Regions from separate parts of the Mus musculus genome. Here all the other regions are linked to region 3. The links are chromatin contacts, called in public Hi-C and HiChIP or PLAC-seq maps. All regions are on one chromosome and are shown on one strand. Each heading gives the region's core, a stretch centred on a gene start, on an enhancer-like site or on the middle of the called end of the contact. The rest is flanking DNA. Distances are from core to core; before and after follow the strand shown. Region 1 overlaps Tnr (tenascin R). Region 2 overlaps Tnr (tenascin R). Region 3 has its middle 54 kb from the start of Mir1843b.

Region 1 (3,112 bases), core at 600-3,099, 210 kb before region 3:
AAGGCAGTGGTGGCAAAAAAGAACAGACACACACACACATAATATGTATGTGTGTGTGTATATATTGTATATATTGTATATATTGCATATATACTATATATATTATGTTGTTCGTACTAGCTTGTCACCACAGCACTTAGTCCAGAAAGTTAGGATGTCTGAGAGCATTTTCTGTGGCAGTGTCTCCAGCAATTTGTTTATCCCACTGTCACCAGCATTCTTCACAGAGCCCCTGCTCTCCACCAGCTTCACAGAGTCCCAAGAATCTCAACCAATATCAAGAGTAGAGGTTTCAGAGCCATTGTGGAAGGAACCACCTGCACAGAGGTGCTAAATTTGCAATCATGAAAAGTAAATCTGGACCACACTGGCCTCAACTGACTTGAGGAGTAAGAGATAGCGAGCCGTTTCACTGGCCCTAGCTGAATCCCTGATCCTTGGGCTTTGAGGAATGGCAAAGTAAAAGGTTGCTTTCAGTGGCTTTATAGTGGTGTGATAAATAGTGAGACAGGAAGTCAAAGCTGGGGTGGGGCACCCAAGTGACACTTTATTCCAAGGACATTCGAGGACGACTCTACTGAGGGAGGTTTCTAGAATTCCTCCTCACCTGGTCTTGCACTGCGCCTCCAACTCCACCCAAGGACAGCCCTATAACCTTTAACAGCACAGTGGAAGTAAAGTAAATGCTTTCCCTTAGCAAAGGATTGGGATACAAGTCCCCAATCAATGAGGGAAACTTTAAAGAGATTAAGACTGCATCCATGATCTTGCATACATGTCTCTCTCCCTTCAAGAACCTTCTCTCCTGACTTTGATCTTTCTCTTCTCTTCTATATTTACTGTATCTATCCTTCCTCTCTCTCCTATTTTCCTCACTCCCTGACTTATTCCAATCATTTTTTCGGACTTTGGATTCCATTCTCACTTCTTTGTACCTCTTCCTACCATCTGGTTCTAGGCATCTCAGCTGAGCATCCTCTCAGAGCAGGTGCAATGTCCTCTATTGCCATTCTCTGGCCAGGAGAGGATGATAAATTCAATGTTCATAAACTTAGGAGCATGCAAAGTTAATCTATCCGCAATCTGCAAGGGGAAATTACAATTTTCATTCCCAGACCCAATACCACTTAACCCGAAGGTGAGTGTTTAGAGGAATATGCCTGTTCCTATGTTTTAAGGAACAAATCAGTGTTAGAGCATAGAGATTACAATCAGAAACCACAGATGAGCAAGGAGAGGATGCATATTCGGGTCTTGAATATTTAGGATAGTGTCAGATATCCAGGTTTGGGCAAGACTAACCAAGGCAATAAATCATGATAGGTACCACATAGCTTACCACATAGCTCTGTCAGAGTGTGTCTTATTTCCTATGTATCTTATTTCTTTCTGTGATGTGATGATCTCTTTTGATTGCCACCTGCTTTGACATAGCCTTCTTACCCCCAGACACTACAATGACTCATCTCTTTCATTAAGCCTGGCGGATGCCCATTGCTCTGAGTATCTCCAGACCATGATATAGATCCTGATAATTTACTGCCCTGTCTTCTAGACTTGTCTTCTTATCTTCCAGAAAGGAATCAGACAGGCTAAGTCCTTCTTTTGTACCTGTTCAGAGTCAGACTTGGTATGAGCATCTGACAGATGGCTAACAGTGTGTGATGGATGGATGGATTTGAATCTCATGAAAACTGGTATGTAAGGCAGGAGTGGGTGTGTTCTTTCTGTCACAATGATGTCAAACTTAGTAGTGTTGCAAGGAATCATTGGCCTGTCCTCTGGACCCAGGAAGTATATATTTCACCTGTGCTTCAGGATGCTCTGCCATCTGAGTATGGAGAAGAGAGTGGGTTCTTGTGGGTGTCTTGTGAGCAGAGGCTGGACCTTCTTTGATGGAGGACAAAGACATGGCTACTCCTGCCCTGGGGAAGAAGTTTGGCTGGCCTGAGAGGTCACTTCTAAGCTTCAGTAGCTATCTGATGAACAGTTAACTTCTTTGACTTGTTTTTCTTCTTGGCAGCCAGCCTTCCCAGGTTTGAAGGTCCCATGACTTAGATGTCTGTCTATGTGTCCTGAGTTAGGCACACAGGTCCCAAGGATGGCTTTGTTTCCAATAGCAGTAACAAAATATTTGCCAAAAGCAACATGAAAACACAAGAGTGAACAGCAGTTCAACTTGAGGGTAATGACCTCTTTGGCGATCCAATGACTTTATTCTAAGAATTGTGTAAGACCATCCATCAGAAAACACAGCTATTTACATTATGATTCATAAGAGTAGCAAAATTACAGTTATGAAATATTAAAGACAATAACTTTGTGGTTGGGGGTCACCACAACAGGAGGAACTATATTAAAGGGTTGTAGCATTACAAAGGTTGAGAACCACTGAATTAGGCTCAGTTTGAGGGTGCAGTCCATCAGGCAAGGAAATGCACAATATTGGGCATCTGAGGTTTCTGGTCACAAAGACAGAAATAAGTGCTGTTGTTCTATTTGCTTTTTTCTTCGTTCTCAGCCCAAGACCAGAATGAGCAGGATGGTTAGACTCAAGGTGGGTCTTCCCTTTTGTGTAAAAATATTCCAGAAACTTCCTCATAAACACACTTTTAAAGTATGGCCAAGGGATTAGCAGCATTGGCACCGGTAGACTTTGTTAGAAATGTAGAAGCTCAAGCTGTGAATGGTGGCTCCTGTATGTAAGCCAAGCTTTCAAGAGGCTGAGGTCAGAGCACTGATCATGTGTTCAAGGTCAGACTAAGCAGGGAGACTCAGGCTCCACCCAGGGCTATATAATGAGATTCTGTCTCAAGGAAACAGAAGAAAATGAAGGATGATGGGAAAGGAGGAAGAGGAATAGGAAGAAAGGGAAGAAAAAGAAAAGAAGGAAGAGAAATGGGACAAACAGGAGAAGGAAGGGTAGGAGGAGGTGGAGACTCTTCATCCTAACTCTAGACCTATTGGATCTGAATTTGCATGCATAATGGGATCTCCCAGTGGTATCTAGTCCCTTTCTTCCCATCTGAGAAGCTCTGGGATAATCAATGGATTTCAACCAGCTTTAATAGGAGCAGATTCTGAATACTCCCCTGTAGGGATGTGGGTTGGG
Region 2 (3,081 bases), core at 340-2,839, 180 kb before region 3:
CTTCACCCCAGCCCTCACATTTTGAACTCAGCCTCACTTGTTTTCTCACTGGAATTAAAAGTGTATGAGACCTCAAAGCCCTCTTTCTGGTATGCGCCCCTACATTCTTCCATATTTGAGCCCTGCTTGTCCTTTCGATCACATTTCCAGCATTATTTTCTCAGAGAAGTCTTTCCTGGTCCCAAATATAGTGATGTATTCTCACTAAATAATGTTCTCTTCCTCAGAGCAATTTCTCGAGTTGCTCAGTATTTGTTCATTATTGCAATTATTAGGCAGATGACTTGCCTGCCCGTTAGCCTAAAGGCCCCTGAATTCAGGAATGAAGCTGTTTTGGCTCGCTAAAGTGTGATTTGTCCATAACATTATCTAAGACATAGTTGTTATATGGATGGGTGGATAGATGGATGGATGAATGGATGGGAGGATGGGAAGATGGGGGGGGGGTTGAAGGATGAAAGGATGAGTGGGTGTGAACCACTATAGAGAGAGAAACAGTCCCATAGTTCACTATTGTTTCCTGGTTGGGATACCTTCAGTGAATTTACAAATACTGCGACCAGCTGTAGCTAATCATGAGTAATTTAGGCTCTAAAAATTCATATATGGTTAGCTTGCATTTAATGTCATTAAAAATATTTTTGCCTTCTGTTCATATCTTAGAAAAATTTCCTTTTGAAATCCTATTATGCCACTGTTTATGAGTCAGGAGAGGAAAAGTATTTTCCCCCTGACTTAAAGGGAAAAGGCCCATTGGTAGGTAGGAAAAGCATCTGGGATTGTTAATCTTGTTTGAAGATGGGAGAGATTGTTACAGAGGTTTGATATAGGAGAGGTTCTGCAAGGCAAGTTCCTCTAGTCTAGAGATACGGAAGTTGGGCAAATGTTACACTACAAATATAAGAGCCTTAATTGATGAGTCTCAAGAATAAAAGCAGCTAGAAATGCTGGCCAGGGATTGGCTCATCCTTCCTGTACAGACAACACAGCTAGTTTAGTGCCTATGTAAACTAGTGAAAGAGGCTCCCATCTTTTTTTTTTAATTATTTGAAATAAACAAGTGATTTTTAAATTAAACCTTAATTAAGTCACACAATCTAGTGGCACTTGGACCCGGTTTGCCCTAGTTTAAGTCTGTGTTCTGTGTAAGTATGGTTTATGAACGATGTGTCTTGAAAGGAAGAAAAGAAGCGAGTAGAGCTGTTTACCCAGAGCCTCTTTATCTCCGGCTGTTTTGCATGTATATATATGGATATATATCTGTAATTTCTCCCAAGGACCAGGAAAGCCAGGCTGTGGAAGAGCCTTTATTCATTATTTAATCAAGGAAAGAGCTTTAGCGCAAACAAGAGCAGGGGAGGAGGGGGAGGAGGTGAACAGAGGGAGGGAAGCCAGGCCAGAGTGAAAGCGCCTGGGTAAAGAGAGCATTTTTATAAACAGACTCTTGAGATAAAACCCTGAACAAAGAGCAACAAACAGCTCCTTTCCACATCCCCGCTTCCCTTTCTTTCTTGAAGCTCATGACAGACGCAGTTCCCTTCCTGCATAATAGCCTCTCGTTCCTTTCTGGAAGAACTTTATCATTCCGAACACGAAATGTGTCACTGCTTGCTTCTTCCTTGTTGTTCCTTCCCCTGGCCCAGACAGGGGAGGTTGAGAAACTCCACCCGAGATCTATCCAGCCAACTGGGCCTCCAATCTCAATGCAACCAAGTTTTCATTCTCTACTACAGCTGACTTCAAACCCCACAAATTCCATGCTAAGGAATTTGGTCCTCACCAGTCTATAAACTGGTTAATTGTTCATGATGGTTGGTATTTACCCTTAGAATAAACCAGTCCAGCTAACTGCTGGACCCAGTTCAGGCCCAGAAACTCCTATAATCTGACTGACATGTCCATTCTGTGCTAGCATAGTCCTTTAAGTCTCCCAGTAACCTAGGAGGTAGATTACCATCTTAATTATTTTTGCAAGTATGAGACTCCAGGTTCAGAGAAGTAGTTACATGTCCCCAGATATCCCTGGCTTTCTGCCATTCATTGTTGAGCTCTCTGGCTCTAATTCACTGTCTTTACTTTTCCCAGATTCAAATATCTTCATGAGAACATGTCTCTCATGTATCTTTCCTCCCAGTAGGAGGGCACTTCTTCCTTTAACTTTTTGTAAGTCAACTAATTTCTGCACACCTCTTTGTAAAGCAGAGAAGCCACCATGTGGGTTTACAGATGCTACTTATTCCCTGATTTAGGAAAACAGAACAAACAAGAAAACAGGTCACCTGTCAGGCAGCAGTCAGAAGAAAAGCCGGCCAGATGTGATGGCAGATGTCTTTTATCATAGCACTAGGGAAGCAGAGACAGAGGCAGCAGTAGAGGCTAGCCTGGTCTACAGAGAGAGTTTCAGGCTAGTCAGAGGTATAAAGTGAGACCCTGTTTTTAAAAAAATGTACAAAAAGTCAGAGCAGGCTATGGAAGACATAGGGAGAGGTCATGGAGCAGGGTCTTGCTCTTCAATATTGGGGGCCAGGAAGGCTGAATCAAGATGGTGACCTTGAAAGTAGATTTAAAGGAACTGGGGAATCCACCACTGGTGGAGGGCAGTAAGTGCAAGGATGCTGAAGGCCCTGGTGTGTCTGTGAAACAGTGGAAGAGACTGGCATGGTAGTCAGAGTTTAGGCAGAGGGATAGGCAGAGGAAGGATTGGTGAGGCAGGAGTGGAGTGAAGAGAGACAAACAGTCAGTTGTGAAAAATTAGATCAGCCAGGAAGGGAGGCTAAGCACCAAGATGAAGATTGCTTCTTATAATAACAGAGATAGGCGGTTTGGTGGGAGTTATCTGTACAAGAAGGTCTAGATCCTTTTGTTTGCTGTGTTAAAAATATCCTGGGGCAGCAAGGGTAGCAAGCACACTGTAGTTCAATGGTAGAGCACTTGTCACTTGTCAAACAAAAGCAAATACAAAGCTGTAGGTGTGATCCTCAATGCTGCGAAAACAAAGAACTTCCCCTTCAATGCAGGGAGTTCACCTGGGAAGCTCCAGGCATAAGACAGTAGAAACATGGGGTGGTTTTAGAGCTGTTT
Region 3 (2,940 bases), core at 341-2,840:
TACTGGAGTAGAGGGATGAGGGGAGCCCAATTTGCCTTGTTCATCTATCCATCCATTCAGCAAACATTTTCCAAAAGCTTCCTACATTCTGGATATTGTTTAAAACTCGGAGATGGGGGTTAAAAGTCCTAAACATTATGGGATGCGGAAGATGCATCAGGGGCAAGGGGATTGAATAAGCTATACAATGTGCTCTCTCTGTAAGTGGAACCCATGTTGTGTGGTCCTTTCATTCCTCAGGAAGTCAATATGGGGGACACTTTCCCATCAGCCAGCCGTCTGCCTGGAATGAACAATAACACTGCTCAATGAAAATGTAACGTAGACCATGCTGCATCTTACCCTAAAGTTTGTAGTATATAGGAAAAAATTATAACAGCTCATAGTAAGTTTAATAATATGTTTTGTTTAATCTAACATATCCTAAATTCATCTTAAACTTATAGTTAGAACAAAAGAAAATTACTAAGGAGACACTCTGTCCCTTTTGTTTGTGCTGGGTCATCTGGATCCTGTGTGCGTGTTGTACTTACAACAGCACTCAGTGAGAAATCCACACAGTGCTCAGTTGCCACAATGTTTGTGTGTGTTGGGGGTGGGGTGGGGTAATTGTACCCTACTGGAAGCAAAAGAGGCACAAAAGAGGCAAAGCTCACCTAGCCTGCTTGGTTCTTCTTCAGAGCCCCAGGTCCTGGACTCTTCTTTTTCCCTTGGGGGTGGGGGGAGGGGTTAGGATATGTATGGAGGTCACAGCCAAACTTGTGAGAGTGGGTTTTTTCCTTCTACCATTTGGGCTCTGGGAACTGAACTCAGGATTGTTCACAAATGCCCTTACCTTCAAAGCCATCTCTTCAGCTCCTAGGTCTATATTCTTGAGCATACTTCTTGCCCATGTCCTCAATCAAAAGACGAGACAGCTCCCATCTACTTTTTCTCTCCCTAAGTCTCTCTTTGCCCTTTTTCTTTTAAGTCAGGCTATCCTGTAACCCAGGATGACTTCAAACTCACTTTATAGCCAAGGTTGATTTTGAACTTCCGATCCTGCTGTCTCAACCTCCCAAGTGCTGGGACTACAGGTCTCTGTTGCCATAACTTCTTTATGTGGTGCTTGAAAGCAAACCCCAGGTTTCATGTGCTGAGCAATCTCTGTACAAGATGAGCTGCATTTCTGTACCACCCTCATCACTCCCCTTTCTCTTCCAGAGACCTGCTCTGCTCCCGGTGAGTCTGATGTGTGACATCAGTCTCTGGGTGCTTATGTGGCCAGATTGCTGCATGTAGGGAGACTAGAACAGACATATGCAGCCCCTGAGAGTGACACTGGAGGAGTGGGAAAGTGGGTCTCAGCCTACCTAGGTCTCAGGCCAGAAAAGACCATCTTCTTGCTTGGACATACCCACCTTTATTATATTAAAACACTGAAAATCCTTCCTGGGCTCAACTTGTGAAATTGGCCCCCTCTTGTCCTTGGCTTTAAGGAGGTGTCTGGGATCCAGAACAGAATGCAGTTGGAGAAAGCACTCCCTAGCCATTCTGCCTTCAGTGTTCTTTCTGCTGACTTGTGTGGCCTTCCTCGGGTCTATCCCTGACCTTGAAGGTCAAGTTCATCTCAAGCAAACACTCTGATATTAAGCACAGAGAAGCCAGGGACATCTCAGGCCTGGAGTTTTCTGCAAGCCATTTGGTGCCACTCCCTGCTCAGACTTCCTCTCCCTAACCCTCCTTTTAGACATCCCCTCAGCCATGCTTGGACAGCCCACAGGCATGAAACTCAGTCCCTTACTTGGCTGTCCCTTTGTCCTCCAAAATATCTCCCTCCTATCCTCCCTGCTCCTCTCTCCTAAATCCCATCTACAAATAGAAAATAATTAATAATAATAATAATAATAATTCTGTGAGAGCAAATACAAATAGTTGGGAGCTATTTGACATGCTGGCTTCAAGACCCTTCTAACAACACCATAAGATAGACACCCCTTCCCCATGTTAGAGGGATGTAAATGAAACTGAAAGCAGTGGAATTATTTGTCCAAGTTTACAGTTCATAAGTACAGAGCCAAGGCCTGCCCGTGTAACTTCAGAGATGCCTGTATCCTATTAAGCAACTTAGGGAAAGTAAAATGAATGGTCCATGCCCACAGGAAATGAAATCTAGGCAAGGAGACAGTGCAGCTGCATGGAAAATTCCTAAGACGGTTTCTATCCAGAAATGTTTTATAACTAGGGAATCTGGAAGAAGAAGAAGAAGGCAGTGTGCATGCGTGGGAGGGGCTGCCTAGCTGCCTCAATAGCTGTGGCAGGCTCCAGGCTCCTGCATCCTGCTCTCCCTGCCTGCTGAGTTAGTGCCCCTGCCCACTTCCTGGCCCCTCCAGTGTGAGTCTCACACAGCTCCTCCAGCCTGATTGACTGCAGCAGAGAGACAACAACCCCTTAACCCCACCCCACCCCCAGCTAGCTTAGCGAGGCAGCATATGCTGCTGTGGAAAGTTGAACAATTGCACTTCTAAATAACAGCTCAACATGGAATAGAAGGGATGTTGCAAGGCAGGAGATGATTAATTGCCAAATGAATCATTGAAATTGTAATTTCAGTGGAATGCATGATTGCTGCAGGCCGGAATTGTAAGGAGAGACCAGGAGGAGACTGAATGGCCCGGCCAGGCAGAGAGGGCTGTTCAGCTGAGGGTCAGGGGTCAGAGAGGTACTCCTGAAAGGTTGTCTGAGACCACAGCATAGAGGCAAGCTTTCACTGTAGTGTCAAGAGCCCCTTGGAGCGAGGACTGCAGACCTGCTTGCCACGGGGATCTCCCCATGATGACCCATCGCACCTGGCCTCCCACCTGCTCTCTGGCTCTGTGGGATGCTGGCTCGCATCCTCCGGCCTCCTCTGACCTACTAGCCTCCTTTGTGCATCAGCTGCTCACGCTACACAGTAGGTAA

Evidence for each region. Hi-C and Micro-C count contacts between places; a contact is called where the count stands out from the background. HiChIP or PLAC-seq counts read pairs in DNA pulled down with a chosen protein or histone mark.
Region 1: a Hi-C map of the N1E-115 cell line shows a contact between it and region 3, with 6 times the contacts expected there. The contact joins two enhancer-like sites. A contact is called at or near these places in 10 of 39 promoter capture datasets (the 3T3-L1 cell line, the HPC-7 cell line, cranial neural crest and 6 more), 3 of 484 Hi-C or Micro-C datasets (the N1E-115 cell line, cerebral cortex and trophoblast stem cells) and 1 of 115 datasets of contacts at active chromatin or transcription factors (stem cell-derived neural progenitor cells).
Region 2: a contact with region 3 is called in an H3K27ac HiChIP or PLAC-seq map of oligodendrocyte precursor cells, with 4 times the contacts expected there. The contact joins two enhancer-like sites. A contact is called at or near these places in 1 of 15 datasets of contacts at CTCF or cohesin (embryonic stem cells), 14 of 484 Hi-C or Micro-C datasets (the N1E-115 cell line, Th2 cells, cerebral cortex and 2 more) and 1 of 115 datasets of contacts at active chromatin or transcription factors (oligodendrocyte precursor cells).

What each region holds. Positions count from the first base shown.
Region 1 is chr1:159,601,673-159,604,784 of GRCm38.p6, reverse strand. All of the region lies in intron 1 of Tnr (tenascin R), which reads right to left. Among named protein-coding and RNA genes, the nearest start is that of Tnr, 79 kb to the right of the region's middle. Within about 2 kb of position 1,849, at least 1 of the 459 cell types and tissues checked has an H3K27ac peak or open chromatin away from gene starts, as enhancers often do. A contact at or near this core is called in the N1E-115 cell line, where this site is marked.
Region 2 is chr1:159,568,884-159,571,964 of GRCm38.p6, reverse strand. All of the region lies in intron 1 of Tnr (tenascin R), which reads right to left. Among named protein-coding and RNA genes, the nearest start is that of Tnr, 47 kb to the right of the region's middle. Within about 2 kb of position 1,589, at least 26 of the 459 cell types and tissues checked have an H3K27ac peak or open chromatin away from gene starts, as enhancers often do. A contact at or near this core is called in the N1E-115 cell line, cerebral cortex and oligodendrocyte precursor cells, where this site is marked.
Region 3 is chr1:159,392,796-159,395,735 of GRCm38.p6, reverse strand. No RefSeq gene overlaps it. Among named protein-coding and RNA genes, the nearest start is that of Mir1843b, 54 kb to the right of the region's middle. Within about 2 kb of position 1,590, at least 114 of the 459 cell types and tissues checked have an H3K27ac peak or open chromatin away from gene starts, as enhancers often do. A contact at or near this core is called in the N1E-115 cell line, cerebral cortex and oligodendrocyte precursor cells, where this site is marked.